2 separate regions of the Mus musculus genome follow, and region 2 is linked to region 1. A link is a contact called in public promoter capture Hi-C data. All regions are on one chromosome and are shown on one strand. The core of a region is the stretch at or near the end of the contact, and the rest is flanking DNA. Distances in the headings are between cores, read along the strand shown. Region 1 holds the start of Ranbp2 (RAN binding protein 2). Region 2 holds the start of Sgpl1 (sphingosine phosphate lyase 1).

Region 1 (3,532 bases), core at 447-2,946:
AACTCTGTCTCAAAACAAAGAAAAACAACTCAAAAGTCATATTTGAATATGTAGAGACTTTGAAATGGTTCCTAACATAATTTAACAACCATTTACACATTTACATACAATTAATACAATAGTATTAGATACTTTAGTATGCTTTATCTGAAATGCTTGGCATTTTTAGATTTCAGGGTCTTGTTTTTTTAGATTTTTAAATATCTTCAAGCATGTTAGATATCCTGGTAACAAATCCTAAATCTAATATAAACACATTTATCTAAAATGTACACCTTATAGACAGAAACCCAAAAGCACTTTCATATAACTCTTGTACCATGGCATTCTGATTTTGATCCATCAGAGGAAACTGGGTGTAAAATTTCCCACTTTGGGCATACCAGCACTAAATGAACTTGAGACTTTTAAAATCGCTTTGGGGGAGGGGTTGTAGATTTGCTGGACTGGATTATTTAACCTGCAGAAGCCATCTAAAGAAGAGACTTTAAGTAACAACAACAACAACAACAAAAATTATGCCATTTGACTTGTATGTTCATGAACTTTGGTTTATATAGATGACCATAAAACCCTCAGAGACAGAATGTAAAATATATATATATATATATATATATATATATATATATATACACAACTGAATTGGGCGTTTGTAAACAAAAATTGAAGCCCTCTGACTCTTTGTATCTCAAAGTCTGCCCTAAATGTTAACACGAATCATCCTCGGTAACACTAAATAACACTAACAAGGTCAAAATGCCGTTTACTGATGAAGAGTCTATACTGTACCAAGTTAGTTTACCAATGGTAGAACTTGATTGTTCAACACACCCCTCCCCCGCCCAAAAAATAACTGACTGTAGAGCCTCTGTACATCTCTCTCCACCGGCCAACACTCTTTAAGAACCCAAAATAAACACAACGTTAATGATCTTAAACACACACACACACACACACACACACAAAACACGTTGCGAAATAACGTTAGAAATGTTAAGGTATTGCAACTACCGCCTAGAAGGAATTCCGACTAGCAGCCTCCAAAAGGGGTTTGGGGAAGCGGGGCACAGCACTAGAAGACTTAAATTATGGGCCTTCCGTGTCGTTTATGCTGACGCGCCCTTCCTTCCCGCCCTGCTTCGTCCGTGGAGCCACCCACACAACCGTGCAAGCCCACCGCCGCGCGGTGTCAGCCTCCCCCCGAGACACGGCAGCCGTGACAGGGCCTAGCTATCCGGGAGACCGACGACGCCGGGCGGGCGGGCGGGCGAACCCCGCAGAGCGCCCCACGACGGCCTACGGAGCGGAGGCCGAAGAAGCCAGGCCCGAGTGGGCCCGCGGATAGCCATGAAGAGGAAACGCTGGCGGCCGCAGTCCCCACGCCTCCGGTGCTCAGCAGCGCCACGCCGCCCGCGACCGCCTCCACTCCAGCGGGGAGCCGAGGCCGCCGGGAGCCATGACACCGGCGCCACCGCCACCGGACCAGACCCGCTTACCTCTCGGGGCGACGGGGCGGAGCCCTGCACCGAGGCGATGTACCGCTCCACGTCGGCCTTGCTACGCCTCATCGCGCCGCGGACCAGGCTCCCCAGGAGCGGCAGACCAGCCCTGGGGCCTACAGCGACTGCGGGCTCCAGGAGGTGAGCGCCGAACACCGGTGACGCAGCTCCGTCGCGAACGGATGGGCACAGGGCGTGCGGCGCGCGTCATCACTGTGCGCCGCGCTGCGGCCTGGAGCGCCTGCTCGCTGTCACCCCGCCACGCCCGCGCTCCAGACCACGTGACCGTTTCGCAAACGATCGAGACGAACTCCCTTTCCCCGGGAAAGGCTTTATAGATTTCACTGGTGCTACGTCACAAAGCGGACCTAAAATGGCAGTGCCCTAATAAATCCGACCTTTTCGGGTGCTGCATCTGGTCAACACTTGATTTCCTTCTAAAGAGACAAACGTCGTCATTGCCTCCGGTTTCAGCAGAATAAAGGTTAATATTGGTTGAACAGTGTCTTTATGCTTAGATAAATCGGAGTGGAAATATTAGCGTTACGTGATGAGATGCACCTCACGGGGTAGTTGACGGTTAGGGGCAGAGGAGGAAGTGGTGGCTTTCCTGGCAAACAGAAACAGGCTTCACGAGGTTTTAAGAAATGATGACTTTAGGTTTCTGTTTGGGTAAGAATCGAGGCGGCCGTTAGGACGCTGTCAGCAACAATTGCCTTCAGGGGCCTGTTTTGTGACTTAACAATGAGCAGAACAGATTATATTAGAATATTAAAAGTAATAATCTCTTCGTGCTAGAGAGATGGCTCCGCAGTTAAGAGTGCTTGTTGGTCCTCTGAAGGACCGAAGTTCAGTTCTCAGCAGCCGGTTCCAGGGCATCTATCTAAATCCGGGTTCTGACCCCCGTAGAACCCACACACACACGTCCTCATGTACACACACACACACACACACACACAAAGTTTTAAGTAATAGTCTCAAGATTGTGAATAAACTGTCGTAAACGACAACTGCTGAAAAGAACCTTTGTCTGCAAAGACTGATCAAAACCGCAGTGGAGAGGTTAGAGTGGTGCAGTTCCAGATGTTAAATACCTTATTGTCAGATACAAAGGGTACCCCACCCATCCCCCAAAAATGCCACTGACTCCAAAATTGGATCTAACTTAGACTCAGTCTGGACTGTGGAGGATTTCTAGTGGTTAGGAAAAGCCTGCATTCCTTAGTAACTTGTGAAACTGTTTCCTATCTACCAAAGGAGTAATTTCCCTTACCTCTGGCAGAAATGGATTTACAGCTCTGCGCTAGCCCCCAGGCTCCCCAGTCCATACTTACAAGTACTTGTTATACAATTCAAAGCCCCCTTGCCAGCATCCTGGCTCTTTGCTTCCCTCCTCCCCAGATACATATTCCCCCATCTCCCTTCTCTCAGCTTTTCCTGAGAGAGACAACCTTTGTTGTTTGGAATAAACTTTACCTTGTCTACCCAAAGAGTGGCCGTTTCAGTCTCTTTACTGTGCCCCTTGCCCTTGCATACACTTACCTTGGACTAGGTTAGTCCCAGAACAGCATCTTGCTCACCTCTGTGTCAGAACTAACATTCTGTAAACTATAGATTAAAAATCATTGGAATCTATTAACTTAGCAGACTACCAGCTTCTACCAGCAAACAGCCCAAAATGTCAGCAGTGTCATAGGACTATAAAAAGCTTCTCCGCCTTACTGTTACTACATCTCTCATATATCAGGATATATGTTAAGCTTACCTTTATTTATATGACTTTCTTTATTCTATAAAACTTTTTCATGTTGGGTGATGGGGCTTGAGGTAACCTAAATCTGTGTTCCCAGGCTGTGTGCTTTATAAACACAGTATGATGTGGCAGGAGAGGGTGTCTTAGTGAGCCCATGTTGAGGGGTCCCGCTGAGGTGTCAACCATAGGACAGTCCTAGTATATAAAAGGAAGTTTACTTGAGGCCTGGAAGGGAGCAGAGTCTGGAGAAGAGAATAAAGTCAGAGAAAAGAAGAAGACA
Region 2 (3,532 bases), core at 292-2,791, 2.7 Mb before region 1:
GGGAATATTGATTAAGAAAATGCCTCTATGAGATTCAGGCTATAGGCAAACCTGTAGGGCATTTTCTTAATTAGGGATTGATGGGGGAGGTCGCAGCCCACTGTGGGTGGTGCTATCCCTGGGTTGGTGGTCCTGGGTTCTATAAGCAAGCCAGCCATGAGGAGCAGGGCAGTAAGCAGCACTCCTTCATGGCCTCTGCATCAGCTCCTGCCTTCAGGTTTTGCCCTGTTTGAGCTCCTGTCCTGACTTCTTTTGTTGATGAACAGTGCTCTGGACGTGTAAGCCAAATAAACCCTTTCTTCCCCATATTTCTTTGGTCATGGTGTTTCATCACAGCAATAGAAACCCTAAAACAGTAAAATCTCAAAGCTCTTCCTTTAAAGACCCAGGTTAGGTGGTTGCTCAGATTAGTCTTGTCTGCAGACACTGGCTGGAAGTGACCAATTGTGTCCAGAATGCAAGGGTTGGGGTGGGGAATAGGGTCTTATTTTGAAGCCCCGGTTGGCTTCAAAATTGCCTCAGGAATTACAGGAACAAACCACCACACCAGGTTCAAGTTAATTATTTCAAGCATTTATTTTTATTTATGTGTAAGCGTGTGTGTGTGTGTGTGTGTGTTTATGGCCTCAGAGGCCAGAAGACAATGTCAGAGTCCATGGACCGGGAGTGGTGTTTGGGAGCCATCTTAAGTGGGTGCTGGGACCCAGCCTCACTGAGCCCTCCCTCCCCAATCACTTCACATAACCAGCTTTTTATGGGTATAATTTCAGTACTTGGGAGCCTAAAGCAGGAAGATTGATTCAAGTTCAAGGCCAGTTTATAGCTTACACGACAGAGTGAGACCCTGTCTCAAACACTAACCAGCCCCTAAACTGTTGAGTGTAGTGGCTGGCAGGAAGATTGTGAGTTCAAAGTTATCCTAAGATACAGGACCAGTTTGGGGCCAGCATGACCTAAGTCAGAACTTGGATCAAAACAAAGAATTGTTAAGAGAGATGTCACCTTAGATTTTTGGAAGGCTGTGATGAGGCGGGAGAAAACCTAGATCAAAGCCTTTGACTGCCCTACAGAAAGACCTCAAAGCCAGTCTCGGCAACTTAGTATAAAAAGCCTGCATCACAAAACAACAACAAACAACAATAGCAACAAAAGACAAACACAAAGAGTAGCCTGAAGAAGTTGTAAACTCACAGGGCCAGCTGCTGGCGAAAGGTGAGACCCCTAGACACCCTATCTGGCTTAGACACAGTCCCTACCCGGCCAGCAGGCGGCGCGCACGCCCACACGGCTCTGGGCGCCCCGAACCTTGGCGCCGAGCCTCTCAACCCTGGCGCCATTACTTAGCCCTGGCCACAAACTCTCGCCTGAGTTCCCCCGACACCACAGCCCGGACCCAGCAGTAGGCGGGCGGAGGGCTGCGGGGCGAGCCGAGCCCAGCGCGGCGTCGGACGTGCGCGCGCCCGACAGCGGCAAGGGCGCGCACGGCCCGGGCTCCTGGAGGCGGGCGGGTACCCCAAGGCCATTTCCGGGAGGGGCGGGGCCGGGGGCGGCGCACCTCCAATCTCTGCGGCGGCGGCGGAAGGGGGAACCCGGGTCCCGTGGCCAGCGAGTGAGTCGCTCGCAGAACCGAGGCGCGTGAGGTGGGCGGCGGCCAGCGGAGCCTCTGCGGGGAAAGAAGGAGCCGGGTCCACAGCCTGAGGAGGTGGAGCTGCCGCGGCGGGCTGGACCCGGCGGGAGCAGTGGGGAGCCGAGAGGAGCTGGAGGGATCCGGGCCCGGGCTGAGGGGAGAGGAGGGAGGCCGAGCTGTGGTTGGGGAGCCGAGAGGGAATTGGGTTGTGGGGAGCTGCGCGGAGGGAACCGGGCTGTGGGGAGCTGCGCTGAGGGAGGCAGGTCTGTGGTTCATGGAGAGCTGGGCTGAGGGGAGCGCGGCTGAGGAAAGCAGGGCCCGAGCTGAGAGGGAGCCGGGCTGAGGGAGAGCTGGGCTGAGGGGAGCGCGGCTGAGGAAAGCGGGGCCCGAGCTGAGAGGGAGCCGGGCTGAGGGAGAGCTGGGCTGAGGGGAGCGGGGCCCGGGCTGAGGGGGAGCAGGGACCGGGCTGAGGGGAGCAAGGGTTCAGGCTGAGAGGGTCCTGGGCTGAGGGGAGCGGGGCCCGAGCTGAGAGGGAGCCGGGCTGAGGGAGAGCCGGGCTGAGGGAAGCGGTGCCCGGGCTGAGGGAAGCAGGGCTCAGGCTGAAAGGGAGTGGGCTGAGAGGAAGCTGAGCTGAGGGGTGCAGGTCCGTGGCACAGGGAGAGGTGGGATGAGGGAAGCGGGGCCCAGACTGAGGGGAGCAGCGCCTGGGCTGAGGGGGAGCCGGGCTGAGAAGGAGCAAACTGAGGGGTGCGGGCCCCAGACTGAGGGGAGCAGGGTCGGGGCTGCGGGGTCGGGGCTGAGGGGAGCGGGGCCCAGGCTGAGGGGAGCAGGGCCCAGGCTGAGAGGGTCCTGGGCTTAAGGGAGTCAGGCTAAGAGGGGGCGGGCTGAGGGGAGCCGGGCCTGGTCTGAGGGGGCTGGGTCCGGGCTGATGGGGAGCCGAGCTGCGGGGTGTGGGTTCCCGACTGCTGTGGGGCGTCGGAGAGACCCAGGCTCGAGTCTGTGGCCGGGGCTGAGTAGTGGCGCCAGGCTACAGGGGCGCGGGGGAAAGGCAGGCCGGGCTGGAGGAGTCCCGGGTCCCGCTGTGCCGAGAGGCGGCGGCGCTGCCGTGGGCCCGGGGAAGGGGCGTGTCCCCGCGTGCACGCCGCGGGCTCCACTGCTCCGGGGTGCCGGGGTCGGCTGGAGCGCTGCCAAAGCCGGCAGGGGGATCCCGCGGAGGGGCAGCGCCGGCCGGGCTGCCGAGTAAACAGCTGCGTTTCCCCTTTGCAGACGCAGAGGCAGGGCAGCCCCGGGGAGGGAGCCGGCTGCAGAGGAAGATGCCCGGAACCGACCTCCTCAAGCTGGTGAGTCGGATCCTTTCTCTCTCGCTCAGAAGGCTCTGAGTCATGGGACCGCTTCCCCTCCGATGCCTTGCTTTTGCTCAAAGCTCAGCATTCGCTGCCACTTTTTTCTTTTTGTTTTGTTTGCTTTGGAAACTGGCGTGAATGCTCGGGGTGAATAAATGGATGAATACGGTGGATGCAGAACTTAGAAATTCCCTGAGGATCTTTCTACAGCCCTTGCTCACGGCTTTTCTCTCTTTCTTCTCCTACCACTAGAGCAATTGCTTTTGTTTTGTTTCTGAAACAATGGCTGCCTCTGGAACTCAGGGTGGCCTGGAACTTAGCAGGTACACTTGGCCTTGAACTTTTAGTCATTTCCCTCTACCTCCTAGTGCTGGGATTTTTTTGTTTGTTTGTTTGGGTTCTTTTGGTTGGTTCTTGGAGATGGAGGGCTCATTATGTAGTCCAGGCTAGCCTGTAACTTGCTATGTAGATCAGGCTGGCCTAGAATTCTAAGAGGGTTGCTTGCCTCTGCCTCCTGAGTGCTGGGATTAATGAGCTTGTTTTCTTTTTGAGGCAGAAGCTC

Evidence for each region. Capture Hi-C pulls out chosen DNA fragments and counts their contacts.
Region 2: a promoter capture Hi-C map of adipose tissue shows a contact between it and region 1, with 2.7 times the contacts expected there. The contact joins the promoter of Sgpl1 here to the promoter of Ranbp2 in region 1. A contact is called at or near these places in 2 of 9 other capture datasets (adipose tissue and liver).

The regions. Positions count from the first base shown.
Region 1 is chr10:58,445,016-58,448,547 of GRCm38.p6, reverse strand. It overlaps Ranbp2 (RAN binding protein 2), which reads right to left and starts at 1,696. Exons shown (of 29, transcript NM_011240.3): 1 at 1,497-1,696. The coding sequence starts at 1,568.
Region 2 is chr10:61,145,693-61,149,224 of GRCm38.p6, reverse strand. It overlaps Sgpl1 (sphingosine phosphate lyase 1), which reads left to right and starts at 1,541. Exons shown (of 15, transcript NM_009163.4): 1 at 1,541-1,702; 2 at 2,894-2,967. The coding sequence starts at 2,941.